Linked DNA regions of Lactuca sativa: region 2 is linked to region 1. The links are chromatin contacts, called in public Hi-C maps. All regions are on one chromosome and are shown on one strand. Each heading gives the region's core, a stretch centred on a gene start, on an enhancer-like site or on the middle of the called end of the contact. The rest is flanking DNA. Distances are from core to core; before and after follow the strand shown.

Evidence for each region. A called contact is a pair of places that touch in the nucleus more often than the background predicts.
Region 2: a Hi-C map of leaf shows a contact between it and region 1, with 9 times the contacts expected there. The contact joins the promoter of LOC111917529 here to the promoter of LOC111893171 in region 1. A contact is called at or near these places in 3 of 4 Hi-C or Micro-C datasets (leaf and seed).

What each region holds. Positions count from the first base shown.
Region 1 is chr2:138,853,562-138,860,744 of Lsat_Salinas_v11, reverse strand. It overlaps LOC111893171 (40S ribosomal protein S5), which reads left to right and starts at 3,276. Exons shown (of 5, transcript XM_023889239.2): 1 at 3,276-3,426; 2 at 3,537-3,638; 3 at 3,826-4,097; 4 at 4,191-4,394; 5 at 4,510-4,727. The coding sequence starts at 3,549. The coding sequence ends at 4,564. It overlaps LOC111893158 (a long non-coding RNA gene), which reads right to left and starts at 2,535. Exons shown (of 5, transcript XR_002850825.3): 1 at 2,173-2,535; 2 at 1,576-1,655; 3 at 1,385-1,442; 4 at 1,251-1,307; 5 at 772-1,079.
Region 2 is chr2:139,263,366-139,270,548 of Lsat_Salinas_v11, reverse strand. LOC111917529 (DNA damage-binding protein 1b) reads left to right here and starts at 4,757. Exons shown (of 15, transcript XM_023913208.3): 1 at 4,757-5,181; 2 at 5,428-5,562; 3 at 5,662-5,741; 4 at 5,862-5,948; 5 at 6,038-6,125; 6 at 6,236-6,396; 7 at 6,479-7,183. The coding sequence starts at 5,008.

The sequences.
Region 1 (7,183 bases), core at 2,027-4,526:
ATAGCTAGGGTGTTCAAAAATATTCGTATCCGAAATTCTGATCCGAAATTCTGAATCCGAATTATCCGAAATTTCGGATATCCAATTTTTCGGAATCAGAATTGGATAGTACTTTTCAGATTTTTCGGATAATTCGTATATCCGATATCCAAAAATTTTGATTTTATTTTATACATTATTTGTTATTTTAGTCACATATGTCTTATGATATGAATTTTAGTAACTAAAACATGTTGATAATATCCTTAATTAAATACCTATATTACTTCATATGCCTTTCTAATTTAAAAATATGTATTTTTAACTTAAAAACTTCACATGTTTTTCAAATTTTAGCAAAATTTCAAATTTTTTCGGATATCCGATTCCGTATCCGAAATTTCGGATACGGAATCGGATACCAAAAATCAACTTTTCGAAATTTCGGATATCCGAAATTCGGATATCGGAATTTTCGGATATTCGGTTATGAACACCCCTAACTATAGCTTTGAACTATAAAAAACGTGACATGTTGTTCATAGTAGGGATGAGCATAAGCAGGTACCCGCCTATTTTTGCTGGAACCGGAACCACTCCCGGAACCGCGGTTCTTAAGTTATTGGAACCGGAACCGGAACCGCCTACACCGGTTCCTAGAAAACTGAAACCGCTTCCAGAACCGCCGGAACCGGTTCCGGTTCCGGGTACCCGGCTTCTTAAATATAAAAGTTTTTATTTATAAATTATAGAGCATATGGCATGGATATTAACCTTTACAAACATCAGAAGTATAAGAATATGATAATAAAACAATTATAAAAACTTACATAGGCCACCTATTAAAATTTAAAAACACTTCCCACAATTAAAAAACATCATAGAAAACATTTCCAATCAAGTGAAATTTAACAAGTAGAGATGATAAAAATGAAAAATTACAAACAATAAACATAAAACAACAATAGGAAAACGCAACACAGCAAAAACAACATAGCCTTGAATTGGATCCATTGAACTTGTCAGCTCATCTGTCGAGAACAGTATACTGCATGCATATTCCATCAGTCTTTAACTTAGACCATTTTAGTAGCAAAAACCTGAAATTTAGGGGCAATGTTTTGGAAGAATGGAGGAATTATAGGTATTAGTAAAAGAAGTAAAAAAGAATAAATGATACTGAGACTGACTTTAGGAGAAAGTTTGCACATGCAGGTGAGGTGAAAGTTTAAATATGATAAAATATAATCTCAAAGTTTGCACAAACTTACAGGACAGAGGTCATAACTTATTTCATGCAGTGTCCTCTTTCGCTTTTGTTGGGTAACCTAAAAAAACCAACATCACGACTTATATACATGATTATTAAATGATTTTTATTAGGCAATAATATCTATATGCATACCAGGAATGCAAATAGCATGTCGTATGTGCTTGAGCTCATCCCAAAAATAGCACATCAACTGCAGCAACAATAAAAATCGGCCAGGTCATATTTGTATTAAGAAAAAAGAAAATAGAATCATAAATTCATAAATCATAATGTAAAATTTTGTATTAAGATATAAGCAGGGTAAAGGAAGAATTAGAATTTACCACACTGTCTACTAAAACACTCAATATCTCTGTGTTTTTCTTGTAAAATTCTGCCTGTCTATCACTGAATGCAGTGATTTCTACATGATAAACACATAATTAAGAAAAAAATTGGATCAAATTATGTTTAAAAGTAATGTGAAAGTGAAAGTGAAACTCACATGTTGGACAAACGAAAGTGAAATGAAGAGGGTAGAAAAAGAAAATGACATATTTCTTGCCATTGTAGTCAAAGAGCTTAACCTATAATTCATAAATTTCTTACAAAGTTATGAAATCTGGGATTTTATATATAATCAATGATATGAGTTGATTTAGTTACTTTGATGAATTCTTGATCAAAAACAGTTTCGACTTCAAAATCTGGTGCAACATATCCAACTAGTGGAAGGCCCTATAAACACTAAAATACATTCTAGAATTTCAAATCCATATCGAATACATCTACTTCCATAATCAACGAGCACATGATAAGAAAATTTAGATATTGGTATAATGGTGTTGTAGAACATAGTTTCAATTATGTGAATGAACAAATGTCTAATGTTCGATCCTCACCACACGGCTAAACAAAGTGAGAGATTGTGAGCTACTTACAGCTTTGACGATGAAGCCATTCCGACGGGAGGTGGAGGGACGGAGGGAGAGGGGGAGTGGAGGGATTTAGATTGGAAACTGAAGGATGCAGAGCTGGAGAATGATAGGGTTTGAAGAGTTTTCCGAAGTCTCCGTAACACTGATTGAGCCTTCAATTGAGCCTACTGATTGAAGCGTCGATTGAACATAACGATTGAAGACTACTGTCGTATTTCTGGTTAATCGGTAACGGGAGTGATCGAAGCATCGATTGAAAAAACGATGATTGGTTTGAGAGGGGAGAGTGACGAGAAGAAGAGAGGCTATGGTGTCAGCGTGTTCTTTTTTCTTTCATCAAAAACCCTAAAACGACTAAGGTAAGGAAATCAGATATAAGTTCTTTTGCCCTGTTTTTTTATAAAAAAATTAACAAAATATAAAAATTTAATTTATATATTCTTTATGAAAAAGGCGGGTACCCGGCGGTACCGGTTCCGGTTAACCGCTGGTTCCGGGTACCCGGTATTGGAACCGGAACCGGCGGGTATCCAACGGGTATCGGTTTCGTAAAAATAAGAATTGGAACCGGAACCGCGTAAGGCGGTTCTGGTTCCGGAACCGTCTAAGGTGGTTCCAGTTCCGAGGCAGTTCCGGTTCCAAAAGCAGATACCCGCTTCCATTGCTCATCCCTAGTTCATAGCTCCACCAACCCAACAGTTGTCTCAAAATAAGATTAAATGTTCTTTTGTTTCCAATTAATCTTGTATCAACCTTTTTATTGTTCTAACTGAAATATAATACCTATGAAGTATAACAAAAGTATCCACATTGCCAAAAATAAGTTGTATAATATTAAAAAGTTTGTATAAGGTATGTTATGGCTTAGGGAATATGTTAAAATATCAAGTTGCAAAAAATGAGAGGTACATGAGCTAGAAAATTTTCTCATATTCTATCAATTTTTTGTCCAAATTATTATTGTGTTGTTATTAAGTTTCTACATGTTTATTTTATAAAATTTCAGGGTTTATAATTTTGTTTATCTCTATAATAAACTATAATAAAGTTAAGTTAAAATATGATAAGCTAGTTTGGGCTTTTTAATTTGGCCCATGATATAAACCCAAAGAAAGAGAAGAAGCCCTATCCGGCTATCCCTCTACTCTACACAATAAAAACCCAATTAGGGTTTTTTCATCTTCTTCTTCTTTGAAGGCGGAGCTTGGCGATTTGCAGCACCAGTTTTTGCACGCATTTGCCACCAAGAAATCGGAGGTTAGTGACCTCTCCGATACTTAAACCATCTTCATCATTCATGTTCGATTTAGTCACTTTAGTCTTTAGTCTTATTGTTGTTTAGTGTTTGTTTTCAATCTGTTAAATAGGGAATTGCAAGAATGGCGGAAGTTGCTCCTATTGTTGTTGAAGATGGAAAGAGTCGCAGCGAAGTTTTGCTCTTCAACCGATGGACCTACGACGATGTTCAGGTTAATATCTCTATACCTCAGTGTAAAATCTTTTATTTGCATTCAACACCCATAGATTCTTAATTCCTATTCCTGTAGACGACAATCATCACCATGAATCACTAATTCCATACAATACTAAATCACAGTTTGTTAGAACATGACTGTGTTTAAGACTTTGAACAAAAGATATGTAATTTCTCAACAGGTTCCTGATCTCTCTGTGGAAGATTACATCACTGCGACTGCTTCCAAACACCCAATTTACATGCCACACACAGCAGGAAGGTATCAAGCTCGAAGATTCAGGAAGGCCCAGTGCCCCATTGTTGAACGATTAACCAACTCCCTCATGATGCACGGAAGAAACAACGGAAAGAAATTAATGGCTGTTCGCATTGTCAAACATGCCATGGAGATCATTCATCTCTTAACCGATGCTAATCCCATCCAAATCATTGTTGATGCTGTTATCAACAGGTATATAAAGATTACATCTTTCTGTTTCCAATTCCAATTCGAATTCCATTAAAGTTCTTGAACATTTTTTGGTGTTTTTGTAAATATAAACAGTGGGCCAAGAGAAGATGCAACCAGGATTGGTTCAGCTGGTGTTGTGAGGCGGCAGGCGGTGGATATTTCTCCCCTGAGACGTGTGAATCAGGCTATCTATCTGCTTACTACTGGTGCTAGAGAAAGTGCTTTCAGAAATGTCAAGACTATTGCAGAGTGTCTTGCTGATGAGCTTATCAATGCTGCAAAGGGCTCATCAAACAGGTAATTTGATCTTTGTTTTTTTGGTTATAAATGCAGTTGCAAAATGAGATTTTGATTTATTTGTTTAAGATGTGTAATAAATTTGGTTTCTATAATGTTTTATAAAAAATTGCAGCTATGCTATTAAGAAGAAGGATGAGATTGAGAGGGTTGCAAAGGCCAATCGTTGAAGAAGCATTGTGTGCTTGTTTTTTTTGGTAGAGTTATGTTTTTGATGTCATGAAAACAGTTTATTTTGAAATGTTTATGTTTTAAATAGATTCTGTTTTGTTTGATTGGAAATTTTGAACCACATATGGTGTTTTGATTCAATATGCTTGTTTGATTTTTTTAGTTTTTCTGTATATATATTTTTTTTAATTCTCGTTCCTTTTTTTTTCACAAGTGACCATCTAAGCTTACAAGCTTGAAATGAGCCGAGCCTTGAAGGGTATGAAACTATGAATTGAATAGTTTGTGAAAGTTGTCTGGATTGTTGATGGCGATTATTGAAACGATTAACACACTTGTTTTTGTATATTGTAAATGAAAAGTAAATGATCATTTAGTAAATACAAGTGGGACCCTCGACTTGACACAGTAGATTAGAGTTTAGTACTAATAATATTTAATAAATACAAGTGTGCACTTCTACACCTTGTAATTTGTATTATAACTAAAATATTATTCTTGAAACATTTGTTAATTCCATTACACTAAAATATATTTGGTGATAAAATCACTAACAAAATCGACATGGCATATGAGTGATGGTGATGATGATAGGTAATTACCATCTTAATGAATAGTGCTGCAACAACAGGTCAGGTTTTCAATTTATGATACATCAAACACTTGTTCAAGGATTAATCACAAATAAACATCAAAATAAATAAATAAATTTATAAAAACAATATATCAAAAAAGACAAACTAGTCGTGTTACTTTGGACAATGCATATGAACGTTTTTAACAATTTACTCTTTTTTTATCAATAAAAGTAATTTGCTAAATGAAACTTGTTGTCATTTTACAAATTCACGATTATGGAAATAAAACTGATATCCAAAAATGAGTTAACACATGAGTCATCAAGTTGACTGGGGATTAGGATAGGAAGTCCCCCAAGAATAAAACCGAGGATGATGATACTTCTCATCCTCAAACCAGAACCTTATCCTGATAGATATTAACAAATAAATATAATGTAACTTCGTATTTTTATATTGCAAAATTACAATACCAAAATATGATCCAAGTATCTCAAACTTATTAGTCATGGTTGACATTATACCCTTCTTTTTAGTTTATCTATTTTAGTCTTGAATATAATTTTTTTTTTGTTTTGTTTTATTTGTTTTTTATCTTGCTTGATACATTTTAACCTTGAATATGACTCTTTTCTTCTGTTTCCTTGTTTTTACTTTGGTTAACGTGGTTAAAGATCAATCGAATTTGACCAAATTTGTGCTTTGAAGAAAATATAATCTAATACTTAAAAGTTGTAAACCTTGTTGTATAATTAGTTATAACATGAATTACTTGATTTACGTATTTTTACTTTGTGAATTTTATTGCTTTAAATGAAATAAAATCTAATACTTAAAAGTTGTAAACCTTGTTGTATAATTAGTTATAACATGAATTACTACTTTGTGAATTTTACCAGAAAAAAGGACAAACATATGGTTTACAACTTTTATGCAATGGAGTGTTTCTATGTATTTAAATTTGTAAACTTACATTGATAATTTAAAATTTTAGGGTTTCTATTTACATAAAAATTGTAATTTTAAAACTGAAAAAAAATTTAATTCCTTATTTTGAGAGAGAGGGAATAAATCTCAGTCACACATTTATTTTACCGTAAAACACTGCGTCATACCGACTATAATGGACAAATGTATACACATGAGTTTTTCAAAGCATTAGTATGTTCTCTAAAACTATTTTAGTCATTATATATATATATATATATATATATATATATATATATATATATATATATATATATATATATATATATATTAGGTTATAACCCGTGGAAACCACGGTTAGTAAAGTAAAAGAATATTGATACTTTAAAACTATAATCATGATTTTCAAAGATTTATTAACCTACAAAGGTAGATAATCATTAATAAATGATTTTCAAAAAGTTATTAAATTACCAATGACTTCCAGCCTAGCTAGGAAAAGGTACCGAGTTTAATACCCACATAAGGTCAGAGGTCGTGAGTTCAATCCCTGCAAAACCGAAAAATGAGCGTCTCTTAAACTTGTATCACATGTGAGGAAATTTTCTTTGAAAATCCTTATGGGGTTGAGTTTGCCATGTAAAGGAGCTCGAACCCGAGGTACTCATTAAATATGCGAGTAGGCTTCCATTGAATCATTTGTCGTTTAAAAAAAATACAAAGGTAGATAATTTTTAGTAACTTTATAGCTGTTGATTTAAATTAATATATTAAATGATTTGAGGATACGAGCGATGCAGATTAATAAAAAAACATGATAATGTTATATGATGAAACATACAATTAAATAGTCTAAAAATAAAAACCAAACACAGTTAATCATGGAAATGTAATTGTTATATGACAAAATTAAAATTAAATTATTGTAAGAAACATACATGAATAAATAAAATAAATAAGAAATAAAAATTAAGATTAAAATGTATTTTACTATTAATAAATAAAAGATGTTATAAGATATAAAATTATAAAAATTGTGTATAAATTTCGAAAAACTTCTTTATACACGACATTTGAAGTTTATTTGTAAGTATATCATCCTTGTTTAATACT
Region 2 (7,183 bases), core at 3,508-6,007, 410 kb before region 1:
AAAATCACTCGATCTAAAATTCGAGTTTTTAGCTGTCTACTGCTAATCCTGAAACTTAGAAAAATCATAACACCCTCATACGAAGTCAGATTCAAACGGTCTTTATATGAAAGTTGATTATTCTTACGAGTTCTACAACTTTCATTTACATCACTAAGGCTAAAAATTAGTTTATCGAAAACTAAATTTTTACGCGACAAAGTATTTTCCAGATTTATCACGGATCTTCGTTTGGTCACAACTTCTTCGTTATAACTCGGATTTCGACGAGGTTTTCGCCTAAATGTTTCTAACGAGATTATCTACAACTTTCAATAATAAAATTTTACTTATTCCAAATTTTATATTTTCGCTATATTTTACTATTTGGCTATTAATTGGAATCTCATAAGACTTCCAATATTTTATGAGTGATTCTAAACATAGTTTTACTTCATTTCTAGTAAAAACTATCTGTTAGAACTCAACACTCAATTTTATTTATTTTTAATAATAACAATACACAATTTCAGAATGTGTATGTTACAATATAATAATTTCTATACTAAGTTGATATAATATATTGATTATTTCAAATTATATGACAATATATACATATATTAAAATTGCATAATCTCAATATTTTGAATAACATCTATCCGCGGGTTACTAATGAATAAAATTAAATATAATATATCGTTTAATGTTATTTATATTTGTTATTGTTAATTAATTTTTTAAATTTATTTGCTTAACATTTTAATTTCTATCATTGTAATTATTTAAAACATCAAACATTTTTTTTTGATTTTGAGGGCAACAATATAATCATTTATATAGAATTATCTTTAACTATTGTTATTGAAAGTTATTTTAAGCTACTTATTTGAAAACTTTTAACGATTATAAAAATATCTTTATGAAATATTTTAGTTAAATTGATATTACAATTTAGTTTTTGCACTTAGTATTACAATTTATCACTTTTAACTATTCACAAAATATTTTTTGGGTTTTTTAAGTGGAACTGAAATATATATTGAAGCTGACCATGTAATTTTATATTTAAATTAACAATTTAAGTATTTTGTCTAAATTTTCAAAAGTTGTAGCTTTAAACTGATAACGGTTTACATACAACAATATATTAAATCTAATAAATTAAGTATAATATGTTAAAGTTAAAGACAGAACTTTATACGTAGAAGTAAAAAATATTATTTTAATATTGAAATTTAGTTTATTTATGGTTACACTTTATGTTTGATACTTATTTAACCTTATTAACCAACTTATAATTATTATTAGAAAGACACAACAATTTATCACTTTTAACTATTTGCAAAATATTCTTTGGGTTGTTTACTTTGAACTAAAATTTATATTTAAGTTGATCATGTAAAGTTATATTTAGATTAACATTGTAAGTATTTTATACAATTTGTTCAAAAGTTATAGCTTTAAAATGATATTAGAGCTAATTAATTAAGTATAATATGTTAAAAGTTAAAAACGTAACTTTATAAGTAGAAGAAAATATATTCTTTTAATATTGAAATTTAGCTTATATATGATTACACTTTAGGTTTGATATTTATTTAACATTACAACCAACTTATAATCATTATTAGAAAGACACTACAGTTTATCACTTTTAACTATTTACAAAATATTCTTTGGGTTGTATAAGTTGAACTAAAATTTATATTTAAGTTGATCACGTAAGGTTATATTCAAATTAACAATTTAAGTATTTTATACAAATTTTTTAAAAGTTGTAGCTTTAAAATGATAATGGGTTACATACAATAACATATTAGACCTAATAAATTAAGTATAATATGTTAAAAGTTAACAACATAACATTATAAGTAAAAGAACATATATTCTTTTAATATTGAAATTTAGTTTATATATGATTACACTTTAGGTTTGAAATTTATTTAACCTTATTAACCAACCTATAATCATTATTGAAAAGAAATTGAAAAGTCATGGTAGTTTCAAATGAATGTGGTGAAAGGACAAATGAATGAGAGCTTCAAATGAATGTGGACTATATAGCTGAAATCTTTACAATTATATGTTTTTTTTTTAAATATAACAATAATGTTGTTGTTAAATTTGATATAATAATTTGTATACTAAATTGATATAATATATTGATTATTTTGAATTATATGATAATATATACATCTATTAAAAATGCATAATCTCAATTTTTGAATGACCTCTCCCCGCGGGTTACTCATGAATAAAATTAAATATAATATATGGTTTAATGTTATTTATAGTTGTTGTTATTGTTAATTAATTTTTTAAAATTTATTTATTTAACGTTTTAATTTCTATTATTCTAATTATTTAAAACATCAAACAATTTTTTTAAAATTTAAAGATAACAATATAATCATTTATATAGAGTTATTTTTAACTATTGTTATTGTAAGTTATTTTAAGTTACTTATTTGAAAACTTTTAACGATTCTAAAAATATCTCTAGGAAATATTTAGTTAAATTGATATTACAATTTAGTTTTTGCATTTAGCACTACAATTTATCACTTTTAACCATTCACAAAATATTCTTTGGGTCTTTTAAATGGAACTGAAATTTATATTGAAGTTGACCCAATAATGTTTTTTTAAATTAACAATTTAAGTATTTTGTCCAAACTGTTCAAAAGTTATAGCTTTAAACTGATAATGGTTTACATACAACAATATATTAAATATAATAAAATAAGTATAATATATTAAAAGTTAAAGACATAAATTTATAAGTAGCAGTAAAAATATTATTTTAATATTGAAATTTAGTTTATTTATGATTACACTTTAGGTTTGATACTTATTTAACCTTATTAACCAACTTATAATCATTATTAGAAAGACACTATAATTTTTCACTTTTAACTATTTACAAAATATTATTTAGATTGTTTATGTTGAACTAAAATTTATATTTAAGTTGATCATGTAAGGTTATATTTAAATTTACAATTTAAGTATTTTATACAAATTGTTCAAAAGTTGTAGCTTTAAAATGATAATGGTTTACATACAATAACCTATTAGACCTAATAAATTAAGTATAATATGTTAAAAGTTAAAAACATAATTTTATAAGTAGAAGAAAATATATTCTTTTAATATTAAAATTTAGTTTATATATGATTACATATTAGGTTTTTATATTTATTTAACCTTATTAACCAACTTATAATCATTATTAAAAGAAATTGAAAAGTCATGGGGGTTTCAAATGAATGTGGTGAAAGGAAAAATGTTTCATTTATAAGTATATAATGATAATGATGATATATATATATATATATATATATATATATATATATATATATATATATATATATATATATATATATATATATAAAGTGGAAGAAAGTTGGAAAAAGGGCACAAGAATTGGTAGATATGAAGGAGAACTTTGACACACACAATTTAATAGCAAAAGAAAGAGTTGAAGTGCAACGTGAGCATTTGAATTTTCTTTAGAAGCAAGCATGGGAGGAGAGAGAGCTTCGCGAGCAAGCACAAATGATGAACCAATTGACAATTATTTGGTCTAATGAGGAAAATTTGTTGCCCCAAGATTTGGAAGTGCTTCGAGCAATGAAAGAGAAGATTCAAAAGACTTATTTGGGCTATCATTATTGTTTTAAATTATGTTTTATATTAGGACTATTGTATTTTTTTTTCTTTTAATGTTTTTTTAGTTTTTCAATGTTTGCTTAATTAAAAAGTTAGGTTTTATTTAAATAACATGTTTTATTAAATTACATTTGTTTTTATAAATACTAAAAAAAAGAAACGATGACATGGAAATTAGTGGGTGTTAGAGCATCTCCCAACGATTAAGTTATACTAAGAATTAAAACTATTGCCACATCATTATTCCAAAAACTTTAACCTCTAATTAAATAATCTCTCCAATGGTTAGCCTTTTTTTTATTTTATTTTATTTTATAATATAACATAAAAGTTAACTAATTTACCCATATCTATCTAAAATGTTCTATAAAACCTTCTTATTTATTTATTTGTTGTTTAAACACACATCATATTTTAATTTATTAAAAATATTAAAAAACGTTGTTTCAAAAGAAATATATTACAAAATTTCGTTCAAAAAAATTAATACGAAAACTATTACGAAATATTTATAAAAAAGTTATATGATCATTATAATTTTATATTGTATAAATGAAATGTCATTAAATACTTAACAAAAATAATTATTTAGAATAAAAATAAAAAAATATTTAAAACTAAATATATTTAAGTGTTTAAAATGAAATATAACTAAAGTATAAAGGTATGAAGGTGATAAGTGACAAAAAAATAGAAATATATTGATCACTCAATATATTGAGTGATTAATAGAAAATAATAAATAGTTATATATAACATTTTGATTATAACATTTATTTTATAATAACAATGATGTAACATATAAGATACATTAAAAATGATGCTATAACATGTTTTAATGTATCGTCTTTACTTAATAGTGTTATACATTACTTAATAGTGTTATACATTGAAAACCTAAAATGAATTTTCATTTTATGTAAAGCGAAAAGAATACATCGTTTAATACCAGATGAATATTAACTATGTCACGTTTAAGAATCATCAACCTAAAATAAAAATAAAAAATAAAAAAACATTTTATCACTTTCCATTCTAATCATATTCATGTGTCGTCCTTATCAAATAAACCAATATTAATAACTCAAATTAGCAGTCGATTTCCATATGGCATGTGGCATATGGCGTATGGGGGCTACATGACACTACGCTTGTTGCCTTGTTCCTCGTTTCGTTTCTCCAAAACCACTGCTCGTGTCCCAATCTATCAGCAACGAACCCATCACAAACAATTACAGACAGATACTGCAGATGCATTATTATTGCATATATAACTCATCTGGCTTTTCAATTCTCTCGTGAATTCATAATTTTAATAAGCAACCCTAACTAATTCCTCTCCGTCGACGTGTGGTTATGGCGGTTTCAGAGGAGGAATCATCGTCGGCGAGTCGGAACAACTCAAGATCACCGTTGCCCCGCGGTGGCCCTCACTACCTCGCTAAATGTGTTCTTAAAGGAAGCGTTGTCCTTCAAGTCGTCTACGGTCACATCCGATCCCCTTCCTCTAAAGACATCGTTTTCGGCAAGGTTTTATTTTGCTTTCCTTTGCAAAATTCAACTCAATTTCATGTTATATAACGGTTTCTATGCAGATATTATGCCCAATTTCTAGAATATAAAACAGTAAAAATTGTCCCAAAGCCTTATTGGAAGTGATTCGAACTTCGACATCACACTGTATATGCAGTAGAAAAGCGCTTTAAGATTGCCTGTAAATGATGTATAATATGGTATTTTTAATCTGTAACGTTTTCACCCATCTTATTGGTGTAGGAAACATCCTTAGAGTTGGTAGTAATCGATGATTATGGAGTCCTCCAGTCCATATGTGAGCAGCCTGTATTTGGAACAATTAAAGATGTTGCTGTTCTTCCCTGGAATAAGAGTTTTCATAGAGCAAGTCCACAGGTACATTCACATCATTTGATTTCTAAAATCTTATTAGTGTTCTGGAAAAACCTATTGCATTTGCTTGTTAAAATCTTGTTTGCTTGTATGCTGTTGTAGGTACAAGGAAAAGACCTATTGCTTGTTACTTCAGATTCTGGAAAACTCTCAGTTCTCACATTCTCAAATGAAATGCACAGGTTTCTTTTCTTGTTCTTTGCATACATACAATGATCACAAAAAGACAGGTCTTATTTCTCATTTAATTGCTCTATACTTTGTTTTGTAATACTGTCTTGCTGTACACTCCACTTGCTTAGGTTCTATCCTTTGACACAAATTCAACTATCCAGCTCACCTGGAAACCTAAGGCATCATGTTGGAAGAATGTTGACTGTTGATTCCAAGTAAGTTTTTATTATGGTTGAATTAGTTTACACTTGACTAATATATGGAGTTTCCAGCATATGTAACTGTTTTAATTCTCATTTTTCAGTGGCTGTTTCATTGCTACAAGCGCATATGAGGACCGTTTGGCTTTGTTCTCAGTTTCTAGTTCAAGTGATGCTGACATCATCGATAAGGTTAACAACTTCTTCTATCATTATATTGGGTTCTTAAGATTGTAAACATACTGATTCATCAAGATTCAAGATTCAAGATTTAAGATGCCCTTTTTTTCTTTTACTTGCAGAAAATATTTTTTCCTTCTGACACTGAAATGAATACAAGTACAAGCATTGGAGTTCCTGGTATACATGGTACTATATGGAGCATGTGCTTCATCTCAAAAGATTTGAGTCAAAGTCAACCGAGTAAAGAGCACAACCCTGTGTTAGCCATTCTTTTAAACAGGTATGATAATTAATTAATTCCTTATTGGTTAAATCATACTGAGGATTTATCCATTTAGGTAAGTTTGCTTTTACTTTTGCAGAAAGGGGTCACTACTGAATGAGGTTTTGTTATTAGAGTGGAATACTAGGGACAAATTTGTCCATGTACTTTCTCAATATGCTGAGCTTGGACCACTGGCACATGATATAGTTGAAGTTCCCCATTCTTATGGATTTGCATTTCTTTTTAGAGTTAGTGATGTTCTTTTGATGGATTTTAGAGATGCACACAACCCTTTATGTGTATACAGAACAAGCCTAAACTTTTTACCCTTGGTGATAGATGAGCATAATTTTGTAGACGAGTCATATAGAACAAATGATGTTGATGAAGAAGGTAACATCTGCAATGTTGCTGCATCTGCTCTTTTAGAGCTAAAAGACATAATTAAAGAAGATGACCCCATGAATATAGATGATGATTCTGGCTATTCATCAAAGTCAACATCCAATAGAGTTATCTCATGGACCTGGGAACCAAATGTAGAAAACCCAAGAATGATCTTTTGTGTGGATACAGGCGAGCTTTTTGTAATTGAACTCACTTCAGACTCAAATGGTCAAAAAGTCAAAGTCAACCTCTCTGACTGTCTCTACAAAGGTTCACCTTTCAAAGAGCTTTTATGGGTTGAAGGTGACTTTTTAACAGCACTTGCTGAAATGGGAGATGGAATGGTTTTGAAATTCGAAGAAGGAAAGCTCCACTACAAAAGCCTTGTTCAAAACATTTCACCAATCTTGGATAT